2 separate regions of the Podarcis muralis genome follow, and region 1 is linked to region 2. A link is a contact called in public Hi-C data. All regions are on one chromosome and are shown on one strand. The core of a region is the stretch at or near the end of the contact, and the rest is flanking DNA. Distances in the headings are between cores, read along the strand shown.

Evidence for each region. A called contact is a pair of places that touch in the nucleus more often than the background predicts.
Region 1: a contact with region 2 is called in a Hi-C map of tail, with 2.5 times the contacts expected there. The contact joins the promoter of WDFY1 here to the promoter of CUL3 in region 2. A contact is called at or near these places in 2 of 3 Hi-C or Micro-C datasets (blood and tail).

The regions. Positions count from the first base shown.
Region 1 is chr6:30,125,431-30,130,867 of rPodMur119.hap1.1, reverse strand. It overlaps WDFY1 (WD repeat and FYVE domain containing 1), which reads right to left and starts at 3,965. Exons shown (of 12, transcript XM_028731071.2): 1 at 3,732-3,965. The coding sequence starts at 3,868.
Region 2 is chr6:29,934,688-29,940,253 of rPodMur119.hap1.1, reverse strand. It overlaps CUL3 (cullin 3), which reads right to left and starts at 2,994. Exons shown (of 17, transcript XM_028731081.2): 1 at 2,575-2,994. The coding sequence starts at 2,640. The region is part of intron 1 of SERPINE2 (serpin family E member 2); the gene reads right to left.

The DNA of each region.
Region 1 (5,437 bases), core at 2,716-5,215, 190 kb before region 2:
TCCCCATCCCTGACCTTCAGAGTAGGGAATGGATATGGGGAACGTGTTCAAATCCTGACTTGGCTACAAAGCTCACCAAGCTTTTGTACTTGACTCGGAAGAATGATTGTTAAGTTAGAAAGCCCTAAACTTGCCATTCTCATAACTGGCAGGGGGGAATGCTGCAAAATAAATAAAAGCTCAAGAGAAAAGGTGTGTAGTGAGAAGTACATTGAGAGAAGATGGATGAAATATGGAGAGACTGATTTCAGGATGAAATAATTGAAGGAAGTGGAATTGAACAGTCCTTTGGGTGCTTTGTGAATACACACTATGTTTTAACAATTCCGGTGATAACAGTGAAGGTAACAGACTTCTACCCTCCACCCCAGCTTCATCCATGGCAACATTTTTTGAGAAATCCTAATCGTGATATTTTTTAATGCATTGCAGTGTATAGGTATTGTTGTTGAATGAGCACAATAACACAATGCATCAAAACAGCATAAAAAAGAGTCTGAGCATTTGACAACAAAAATGGCAACGAATATACACAATCAGAGAATAGAGAGTGAACAGGTTTGTGGCTGAGGTGCAACTGGAATGGTGGATTTGCCAGCTGACCGCTCACACCTGGCCACTACCCCCATCCCAGTTCTCGGATGACATGAGATGGCATGCGTGGCCAAGGCCCCAAGGTGCATGGCACTACTGGGTGCTAGGAAGTCTGCTGATGAATTTCCACCCATGTGAGTAACAACAAGAGCAACTTCCCCTCTGCACACTTCAAGCACTGCTTGGAATAACAAGCCAAGAATCAAAATGCTTCGTCTGGTATTGCCGAGCCACATTGTTCATCCACTTTGAGGAAACATGCATTCTTCTCTTAGCTTAAATGTAATCCTGTGCAACAGATGCTGTAATCCCCAAGGGCTTTCGGAACTAGCACCAATTAACCCTTTGGTCTGATGAAACCGATTATTATCTTGATTGCTTAAGCACAGCTTTGTGGGGCAGTTTTCTCTACGCACTCTCTTGTGCGCCATCTGCTTAAAAGACTAACATGTATATTCCCCTATAAATTCTGCTCCATCATGATGAAGACAAAGGCAATTTGAACATCGATGTTACCTGCTGGTTGGCAGCTGGCAATACACAACTTGAAGAACGTGTGCAAATTATGTTGTTAGTGCAAAGCAGCATGCAAAATCAAAGCAGATAATCTAAACTTTGGCTATCAAGGACTTGACTCTGTAACTCAGCCATGCAAATCAAAGGTGCAATATAAAGAGCGGTCAGAGAAGCTTTCAAGGAACAAATTCACAGGCCAGAGTAGGGCAAAGAAGGAGTGAAGGGGCTAAGGAGACACAAAAATGGGTTTTTTTAAAGCAACCAAACCAATGTGAAAAAGTATTTGTGCTGGAATATGAGCACTCTTTGTCTTTGTGAGGGGAGAGCAGAAGGAAGAAAGTATTTCTGTACAGTCAGACGCTTCCCCAGACTGAGTAAATGGGATGGGCTATTTCTGCTTCAAGGCAGTGTGCCAGTATTCAACCATTTCTCTCTCCACACACACACACACACACCCAACACATGTGCATGCACACACAGGGCAGGGGGTGTTTTGATGTAGGGATAATGTGAAATATGGGGAGGGTGGACAGAAAAGCCTTTATATTTTGTTCTCTGAATAACTCAGAAATATAATCCATCATCAGATAAGGTTATGCAAGCATTAAAGTTGCACAGAACTCAGCTTTGTCTCAGGGGAGCTCAAAGTTGCCCTTCCTACCCGAAGCTGAAGGTTTTCTGGCAGTTCTACAAATAGAATGAGCAAATTGGCCTGTCTGTTTCTCTCTCTATCTGCATTGGGGGAAGGTCACCAGTCTATCCGAACTGGTGCGCATCCCCCCCCCCCCCAATTCTCACTTGCTTCTCTCCAAACAATCCTGGGGTGACTGGTTAAGGGCTCTCCTTGGGTATCATTAGAGACTGGATTCACCAGGAATCAACCAACCTACATTTGAAGATGGGAGTCGTGGGCAGCTCAGTTGGTTAGAGAATGGTGCTGACAACGCCAAGGTTGCAGGTTTGATGCCCATAAGTGACAGCTGCATATTCCTGCATTGCAGGAGGTTGGACTAGATGATCCTCAGGGTCCCATCCAGTTCTATGATTCTATGAAAACATCAGAACTCACCCATGAAATGTGTAATGTAGCCAACAACAAAAATGTGCCTTCATGCGTATGCAGGCCTCTTTCTATCCCCACTGTACAGAGTCACTGCTGAGGTCACCCCTCACTTAAACAGAGAAGTTGGGGTGCATGTATGTGTGATGAAAGCCTGCCACAACCCAAGGCAGCTTCAAAGCCTGACACTACTCCTTTTATCCAGTTCGGCTGTGGCTTCTGTGCAACAAAAAAGGAAGATTTTTCTGGCTGAACAGATGTAGGACCGGAGACAGCTTTGGGTTATTAATACCTGACAAGCAACGTTAATACCTGATCACCCTATTTGATTCCCTTTCCCCCACGGGTGAGTGTTATTGTGTGGGTGTCCTGCAAGCTTCCTAGAGGGATCTGGCTGGCCACTGTGAGAACAGGATGCTGGACTAGATCACCTGATCCAGCAGGCTCCTCTTACATTCTGATGTCTCAAACTCTCTACACCAGAAATCTAAACTGGGTAAGTAGCGCCAAAACCACTCCCCAGTCTTGGCAATCTTAGGAAGAGGGAGGACAGAGAGAGAGAGGTTTCCTGCAAGTTTGCATGCGTCCTAGGGGCTTTCTGCAGCGCAGCAAGATATAAAACGACCCCCCAACACTTGCCCTTGCATTTCACAGTCGGGGGGGGGGGTGTCCGTTGTTTAGCCATCTCAGGTGCCCACTTGCAAACCCACCTGTGCAGCCGCTGCCCAAGAATGCAGCTCTCCCTGCATCCGACAAAGCAAGCTCTGGTCTAGTCCACCAAGGAAACAAATCTGTTAAGTCTCACAAGGCTTCCCATCCCACCACAAACTCACATGTTTGCTGTGGCAGGCTAACATGGCTACCACCCCCTGGGGATTTTTGGCTGTGTCTGGGGAGGAAGAAGGGAGTGGAGTAGCGTTGTCATCCAGGGCCCTGCATGTGGATATGAGTGTTGAGATATATATTTATATTTGTGTCTGTATCCCTTTTAAAAGGAAAAAGGCACCACCCTCCTTCGCGTAGGCGTTTGCATAGGATCCTACAATGTACAAAACTTTTTCTTCCTTCTTTAAAGAAATGCTCTTACATTTTGTTGCAGATCTTATTCCAGTTTGGGGTGGGTGAGTGGATGCGTGTGAACACCACCACCAGAGGCAGACCAGCCCCCCCCCCCCAAAAAAAAGCCAAGCAAGAGGGCAGGGGGCGTGTCCCTCCTCCTTTCCTCTCCGCCCCACAATAACAATTCTGTACCCCGAGATTTCAGAGCAAAAAAGGGGGGGCGACAAAATAAGAGCCATCCACTCCCAATTCTTGCTGCCCCTCAAAAGAAAAAGAAAAAATCATGCTCAGGAGCTGCGCTTCGCCCTTATAAAGGGGGAGGAAAGAGGCGGGTCTCTGCAATGGAAGAAATAGGCTGCGGAGCCCGGGGGTGGATGCGGGGGAGAGAGGCGGCGGAGGGACCCTTCCTCCCGCGCCCGGGGCTCGGGCGACCCTCGCCCGGGAGAAGCGCCTGCCAGCCGCCCGCTGCGGGGAAGGGGTCTCCGGGGCGTCCCCCTCTCACCTGTCCTCGCTGGCGGTGATGATGCCGTCCTCCTTGGGGATGATGAGCGCGGCGCTGACGGCGTCCTGGTGCCCCTCGATCTTGCTCAGCAGAGCGGGCCGGCTGCTCTGAGGCCGCGAGTGGATCTCGGCCGCCATCTCGCAAAGCCCGGACCGGCCAGGGGAGCGCGGCCCGTAGTGGCGGGTGTAGCGGCGACTCCGGGAAAAAGGCTTTTCAGCGCGCAGACATCTTCCGTAATGTCTGGAGTAGGCGCGCTCGACGGACGACGACGTCACTCCTCCCCAAGCCGCGGGAGAGGGTGGTGCCGTAATGGCAGCAGCAGCCGCGCCCAACCTCGCATCGTGAGACTGCCATAAAACGTAGAGTAGAGGCACCGCCGAAAGGGCTTGTTGTCCCAGGCGGGCGTATATTCCCCCTGTGTGATGCAGATACCATCTCGCAACTTCGCAGGCCCAGAAGCAGCCACAGCTGGTATATAATAAGCATACATAAGACTCATAGAATTGTAGAGTTGGAAAGGGACCCTGAGGGTCATCTAGTCCAACCCCCTCTGCGGATGAAGATGTAGATGATCAGCGGCTGATATTAGAAGTTAGTTAGCCAAAGCTCACAGCACGACCTCCCAAGATCGATGGGTTTTAGCCTGAGAGCATAACTCTATGGTATGGTATATGGTATGACTCGCTTTCTGGATCAAAGCAGTGTTTGAAATTCTGCCACTGCTGACATTTGCTGGCAAATGTTAAGATTTCTGGAAGCCTGTAGCTGGTAAAGGACAGAAAACCCTGCCATTCACAGGCAGAACTGAAAATCACTAGCTGTGCAGTATCTGCTCAGAGATAAATCCCATTGAATTCAATGGGGCTTAGTCATGGTATGTACAGTGGTACCTCGGGTTAAGAACTTAATTCGTTCTGGAGGTCTGTTCTTAACCTGAAGCACCACTTTAGCTAATGGGGCCTCCCACTGCTGCCGCACGATTTCTGTTCTTATCCTGAAACAACTTAACCCGAGGTAATATTTCTGGGTTAGCGGAGTCTGTAACCTAAAGCGTATGTAACCCGAGGTACCACTGTATAGGACTGCAGCAGCTTGCCAGTGCAGTTATTTAACCGTAGCTGATAGGGACCTTTTTTCATGCAAAGCATGTGACAGTGGTTTGGCACTTAGCTGTTGTTGTTTTTCCAACTTAAAGGGGTGGGGTAAGGAAAAGGATGCATCCCTATCCACTTGAGAAAGTGCCACTCACCTCTCTGTCCCACAAGGAATCAGAAAGTGTAGAGCATTCGTGTTGGTCTCCCACCAGGATAAAGCATTCCCTCACCCCATTACCACCACCAAGGCTGCCTTTTAGATGTGCATATTGCAGACTAAAGTGTCTCCCGTAAGGGTATCACCTAAGACTGCAATCCTAAACTCATTTACCTGGGAGTAACGCGGGTGGCACTGTGGTCTAAACCACAGAGCCTAGGGCTTGCCAATCAAAAGGTGGGAGGTTTGAATCCCCGCGATGGGGTGAGCTCCCGTCTTTCGGTCCCAGCTCCTGCCAACCTAGCAGTTCGAAAGCACATCAAAGTGCAAGTAGATAAATAGGTACCACTGTGGTGGGAAGGTAAACGGTGTTTCCATGTGCTGCTCTGATGTCGGAGTTCCATTGCGCCAGAAGTGGCATAGTCATGCTGGTCACATGACCCGGAAGAACTGTC
Region 2 (5,566 bases), core at 1,745-4,244:
CCCCCTCCCCATTCCAGGCCAAAACATGAAAAGGTATGCCTCAAGGTAAAAACGTAAGGTTTTGTTGTTTTTGCTTTGTTTTGCTGCTGCTGGAAGTTGGATGGTAAAGAATGGCAGTTTATATATACAGTGGTACCTCGGTTTACGAACTTAATCCGTTCCGGAAGTCTGTTCTTAAACCAAAGCGTTCTTAAACCAAGGCGTGCTTTCCCATAGCAGTGGGGCACTCAATTTACAAATGGAACACACTACACAGGAAGCGGAACATGTTCGGCTACTTCCAGGTTTGCAGCATTCTTAATTCAAGTTGTTCATAAACTAAGCTGTTCTTAAACCAAGGTACCACTGTATATAAACCTGTCTAGAAATTAGCTCCAACTGGTGGGTTGGACTCAGTTCCAGATAAGTCTGATCCAAGGTAGGGTACAAATGCAGTACTACCACAATACATACTCACTTTTTCCCTCCTAAAAAGTAAGGGGAAATGTGTGTGTCTTATGGAGCGAATGCAGGCTGCGCAGCTATCCCAGAAGCCAGAACAGCAAGAGGGATTGCTGTTTTCACTGCGCAGCGATCCCTCTTGCTGTTCTGGCTTCTGAGATTCAGAATATTTTTTTTCTTGTTTTCCTCCTCCAAAAACTAGGTGCGTCTTGTGGTCTGGTGCGTCTTATAGAGCGAAAAATACGGTACATATAAAAACATGCACAAACGCACATATGTAGTAAGGGGAAAAATACAAAGAAACTGGGTCCCCAAATACATCTTTGAGTTAAAGGTCCAAAAATGTTGAAGACTACTGTTAGTTTGCTTTAACAATGGTTATTTTAATTATCTTCAGCTCATGATGTCTATGTACCCTCCCCACTAAGTAGGCATTAAATATAGCTATTTTAAAATATTTTTCTAGAATGAGCCACAATTATGACAACTGCTAACAAAAAACACTTTTACAGGGAAAACAATGTTCTACTTTGTGTGAGAAGGCTGTGTGAACATTCTTCACCCACTAACATTTTATAGGCTCATCTGCAAGAAAGGAAAATGAAAAATGTTTACCCTGACTGCAAACTTTGTTTCTCTCAATCTGTTCAACTCCCATATACAACCAAGTGTTTGATGCATAAATCTCATCATCCAAATTTAAAAGGCTTCAAGAAACACTTGTAATATATGTTTTACTTAGAGAATAATTGTAAAACACTGTAAGCAACTGTCATTGTTGATTATCATGATAGCATCTCCCACTGCTATTCAGGCAGCCAAAACCAACTTTAAGACATTTCAAAATTGACTTGACTAACATGTTGTACTTTCAACAGCTCCTAAGAACACAGCACTTTATTTAAAAACACAGATCTCTTTATCTTCAGAATCTATTACATTGTCATTCAGGGAGTCAATCTTAGCTGAAAAACAGGGTAAATATATAATAAGCAAGTTTTGTTGCTCTTTTGCAGAGTTAATTTTCCTAATCTAACTATGCTGACTTGGAAGAAAACACTAATGGTTTCAATTGGGCTTCTGAGTAAATAGGATTGGGCAGTAATAACTTAAAATATATAAATACAAGTTTAATTTTGAGAATGGAACTGCAGGTTGATCAAATGCTGACGGTGACAGTTGTTAGTTCATTCACATAAACAGGTAGAGCCAGTTTCTTTGTGAAGGCAACAATTATTTGCCACTAGTTTCCTGACTCAAACGCAACAAAAACTTTTGCTCAAGCCTAAAAAACGTACAACCAAACATCTCCTTTTAAGCATATATGTATGTGTATAAACACTCCAGTACTTTGGCAATCAGCAAGTCCTTAAAACAAAAACAAAAACTTTACACGTTACAAAAAACAAACAAACCCAGGCCTTCATCTTGGGTGTCCATTGGCTTTCAATCTTCAGCTGAAACAACTATCGGTCAGGAAAGATATGAGGTAATTTATGCTACAAATCACCTCGAAAATGCTCCCTCCCCGTATGACAACCCCACAGAGCGGGGGAAATGTCATAAAAACTGTCCGTTGTCAAAATCCTTACAATATTCAGCTTCTTTTATTGATACTGGCGAGACAAAAAAAACACAACACAACAAGTTTGAAGTTGATACAGAACTAGTATGACGTTGGACTCTTCGGGCGAGTGTGTGTGTATATGTGTGTTCTTAAGACCTTCACGCAATTTATTGTCATTATTATTATTATTATTTAATAACAGGCGCTGTACTAGGCAGGCCATTGTCAAGGGCCCGAGGGGAAAGCCGCGATCTCCCCAGAGCCCTTTTCCTGGGGCGGCGGCGGGGGGGCCGCCGGGCCCTCTAACCTGCCTCTCCCTTTCCTGGGACGGGAACTTGGGCTCCCCGCCCGCTGACAGCCTCTCCTGAGGGTCTCCCCGGAGGGCCTCCCCTCAGTGCCCGCGGCCCGCTCCCTCCGCCGCCCCACAGACGCCCCTGTGACAAGCCAGGTCGGGCGACGAAGAGAGGGGGCTCCCTTGCACGCAAGGCCGCGGCCGGCGGCTCGTCTCGCCGCCAGGCCCCGGTCCCGGCCCGGCGCCGCGACGTCCCTCTCGCTCCCTCACTCACCGGGAAGGCTCGGATCCGCATCTTGGTGTCCTTCCGGCTGCCGGTCCCCTTGCTCAGGTTCGACATCTTCGGGCCCGGCGGGAGCGGAGCCCCCCTTTCCTGAGGGGCGGGGAGAGGGAAACGGGGCCGGGGAGAAGCCCCCCTCAGGCGGCGGCGACCTTCACTCCGAGGGCGGGCGGAGAGGCGAGGTTGAGGCGAGGCAGGCCCAAGTGGCCGTCTGTACGCGGCGGCGGCGGTGGCGGCGGCTCCCTCAGCCTCCTGCGCCTCCTCCTCCTTCTCCGCCGCGATGGCGGCCAAACATCGCTCAGTGCGCAGGGCCGAACAGGCCCCCCCTCCCCTCACGCAGAGACACAGACAGATCCGGCGGGGGCGGCGGCGGCGCAAGAGAGAGAGGAGGGGAGGGAGGAGGAAAGGGGAGGAGCGCAGTCGGCGGGGAGGAGGGAGGAAGGGGGAGCAGAGTGGGGCCGCCAAGTCTCGCGAGAGCTCCAAACGGCTCCCGCGATAATAGGAGGCGCGCGGGGCGGGGGGGGGTGGAGAGGTAAGGAGTGTTGTCTTTCTTCCCACTGACCCTAGGGAAGCTGGAGGAGGCGGGCGGGCGAGCGAGCGGTGCTGGTGATTGGCGGGTGGTGGCGCGGAGGAGGCGGCGAGTGGGTGGATTTAGCTGTCACGTGCTACGCAGGCGGCAGGAGGCGGCGATTCGGGTTTGCACGTAGTGCGGTTGGTCGTTTGTTTCGGTTAAACCCGCTTTTAACCCGTTGCTTGCCTGGAGGCCTCTCTTAGGAAATCACTCGGGAGGTTTGGAGCGCCCCACCCGCCCCAATTCGCCCTGAGTACCTGGCCAAGGGCGTTTGGCTGGCGGTGGACCAAATGGCGCATCTTCTGCTGGGCCCTCATGTAAAACACACACACATTCGTGGCTGCTGCTGCTGCTGCTATTTCTCCCGTAGAACCAGGGACGGGTGCTTTTGGCTCTTGGGTTACCTCAGACTCCTTATTCTCAGGAGCCCCCGTCAGCATCGATGGTAGTCAGGGATGCTGAGGGATGGCTCAACACTTGGAGGGTCATAGGTTGCCCGCCTACCCCATGTCTCCCACAAGGCATCACTACTTTTATTAGTTATGATACAGCTGTGTTGCATAAGCAAATAGAAAACAAAACTTTCCCCAACCAGGCATACTTCGGAAACGATATTTTATTTTAGCTGTTGACAATACTTGACAATACACTAGCTTTTCTACCATAAGGTAATTACAGAAAACAGAATAATACAAACCAGATGAAGGAGCTGCAGAAAAAGCCCATGCAGGTGACTGGGTGAATTAATCCCAAGAAAAGGAAAGGCAAGATGTTTCATTGGGCAGTGTGTGTACACACACACACACAAATACATAAAGTCAATAAACTAACACAACCTTTAAAATAAACAACAGCTGCATAACAATTTACTAAATAACAATCTACCAAAAGCAGCAGCAACTAATCGATTTATCCGATCAGGTCTCTAAATGCCCACCTAAAAAGGTGTACCTTAACTAGCTGCCGGAAACTAATACAGTGGTGCCTCGCAAGACGAAATTAATTCGTTCCGCGAGTTTTGTCGTCTTGCGATTTTTTTCGTCTTGCGAAGCACGGTGTCGGGAAAGTTTTGGAAAAGCTTCAAAAATCACCAAAGTCTTTAAAAACCTCAAAAAAGGCTACCACAACGCGTTCTATGAGTTGCTCCTCGAAGTCAAGTCGCAACTGTATTAACAGTGTTCATAGGCGCCGACTCCATGGGGCTTGAGGGGGCCCGAGCCCCCTCAAAAATTCGTTTGGGGGGGCTCCGCCCCCCCAATAATCTCCGGCGCCCCTCCAGCAGAGCGCCATCGCCGCCCCTCTCCCAGCCCAAAATGCACAGGGAGGGGCGGGCTGCATGCCTCCTGCCCTCCCTCCCGAGCAAAAGCTCCACCCAATTTCCTTTGGAGCTGATTAATAGGCGCAGCACGCTCTCCCCTATTCACTCACGAGGAGGCGGCGCCACTTTATTTGCATATTCATGAGCTTATTTATTATTCATGAGCTTTCCCGGCCCCCCCCCCAATATTTTTTATAAGTCCGCGTCCCTGACAGTGTTAAGAAAAAGGAAACAAACTTGCAAGACGTTTCCGTCTTGCGAAGCAAGCCTATAGGAAAAATCGTCTTGCGAAGCAGCTCAAAAAACAAAAAACCCTTTCGTCTTGCGAGTTTTTTGTCTTGCGAGGCATTCGTCTTGCGAGGTACCACTGTAGAAGGGGTTCTCCGTAGAGGGGAACTTTCACGTGCAGGGGGCTACCACTGAAAAGACCCATGTGGCCCCACACCATGTACTTCATCCTGCACAGGGACAATGAGGAGCACCTCATCTGCTTCAAATGCACTTCTCCATAGTTTGAGATCATCATCAAAAGCCTTTCTCCAGGTTTTTCCACCATCTAAAGATGTTGTGGGAGCCCACCAGGGAGAGGGACTTTGTCAGCTGTGGCACCCTAATTTTAGAAGCTCACCTGGTGCCCATTCTGATTTTTCCAGCTTCAAGTGAACTTGCTTTGTTTTATTCTGATTGTTTTGATAGTATTTTTAATGCTACTTTTACCAATTTTCCAGTTTTAGCTTATTTCTATTTATGAGTTATCCTACAGTGTTTTTAATATTTTATGATAAGCCATCCAGATAGCGTGCTTGAAGGGAGGGGTATAAATCTTAATTGTAAACTCTGATTGGCAGCTTCCATGGATGCAACAGGACTTTGTCTTCACTCTCATCATGTCTGCTTGAGCCTTCTGCCTACTGCTGTTTGTTCATGCACATTCCCCAAATAATTTTTCAAACTTCTCCTGTTTTTGCACAAAATTTAAATGATCGCACCCATAGAACATTAGTCTTTCACAGATGTCAAGATCATAAAGTACCAAAATTTCATCCAGTGTAAGTAGAAACCACATATAGCATATATACAGGTCAGCTTGCCTTCAT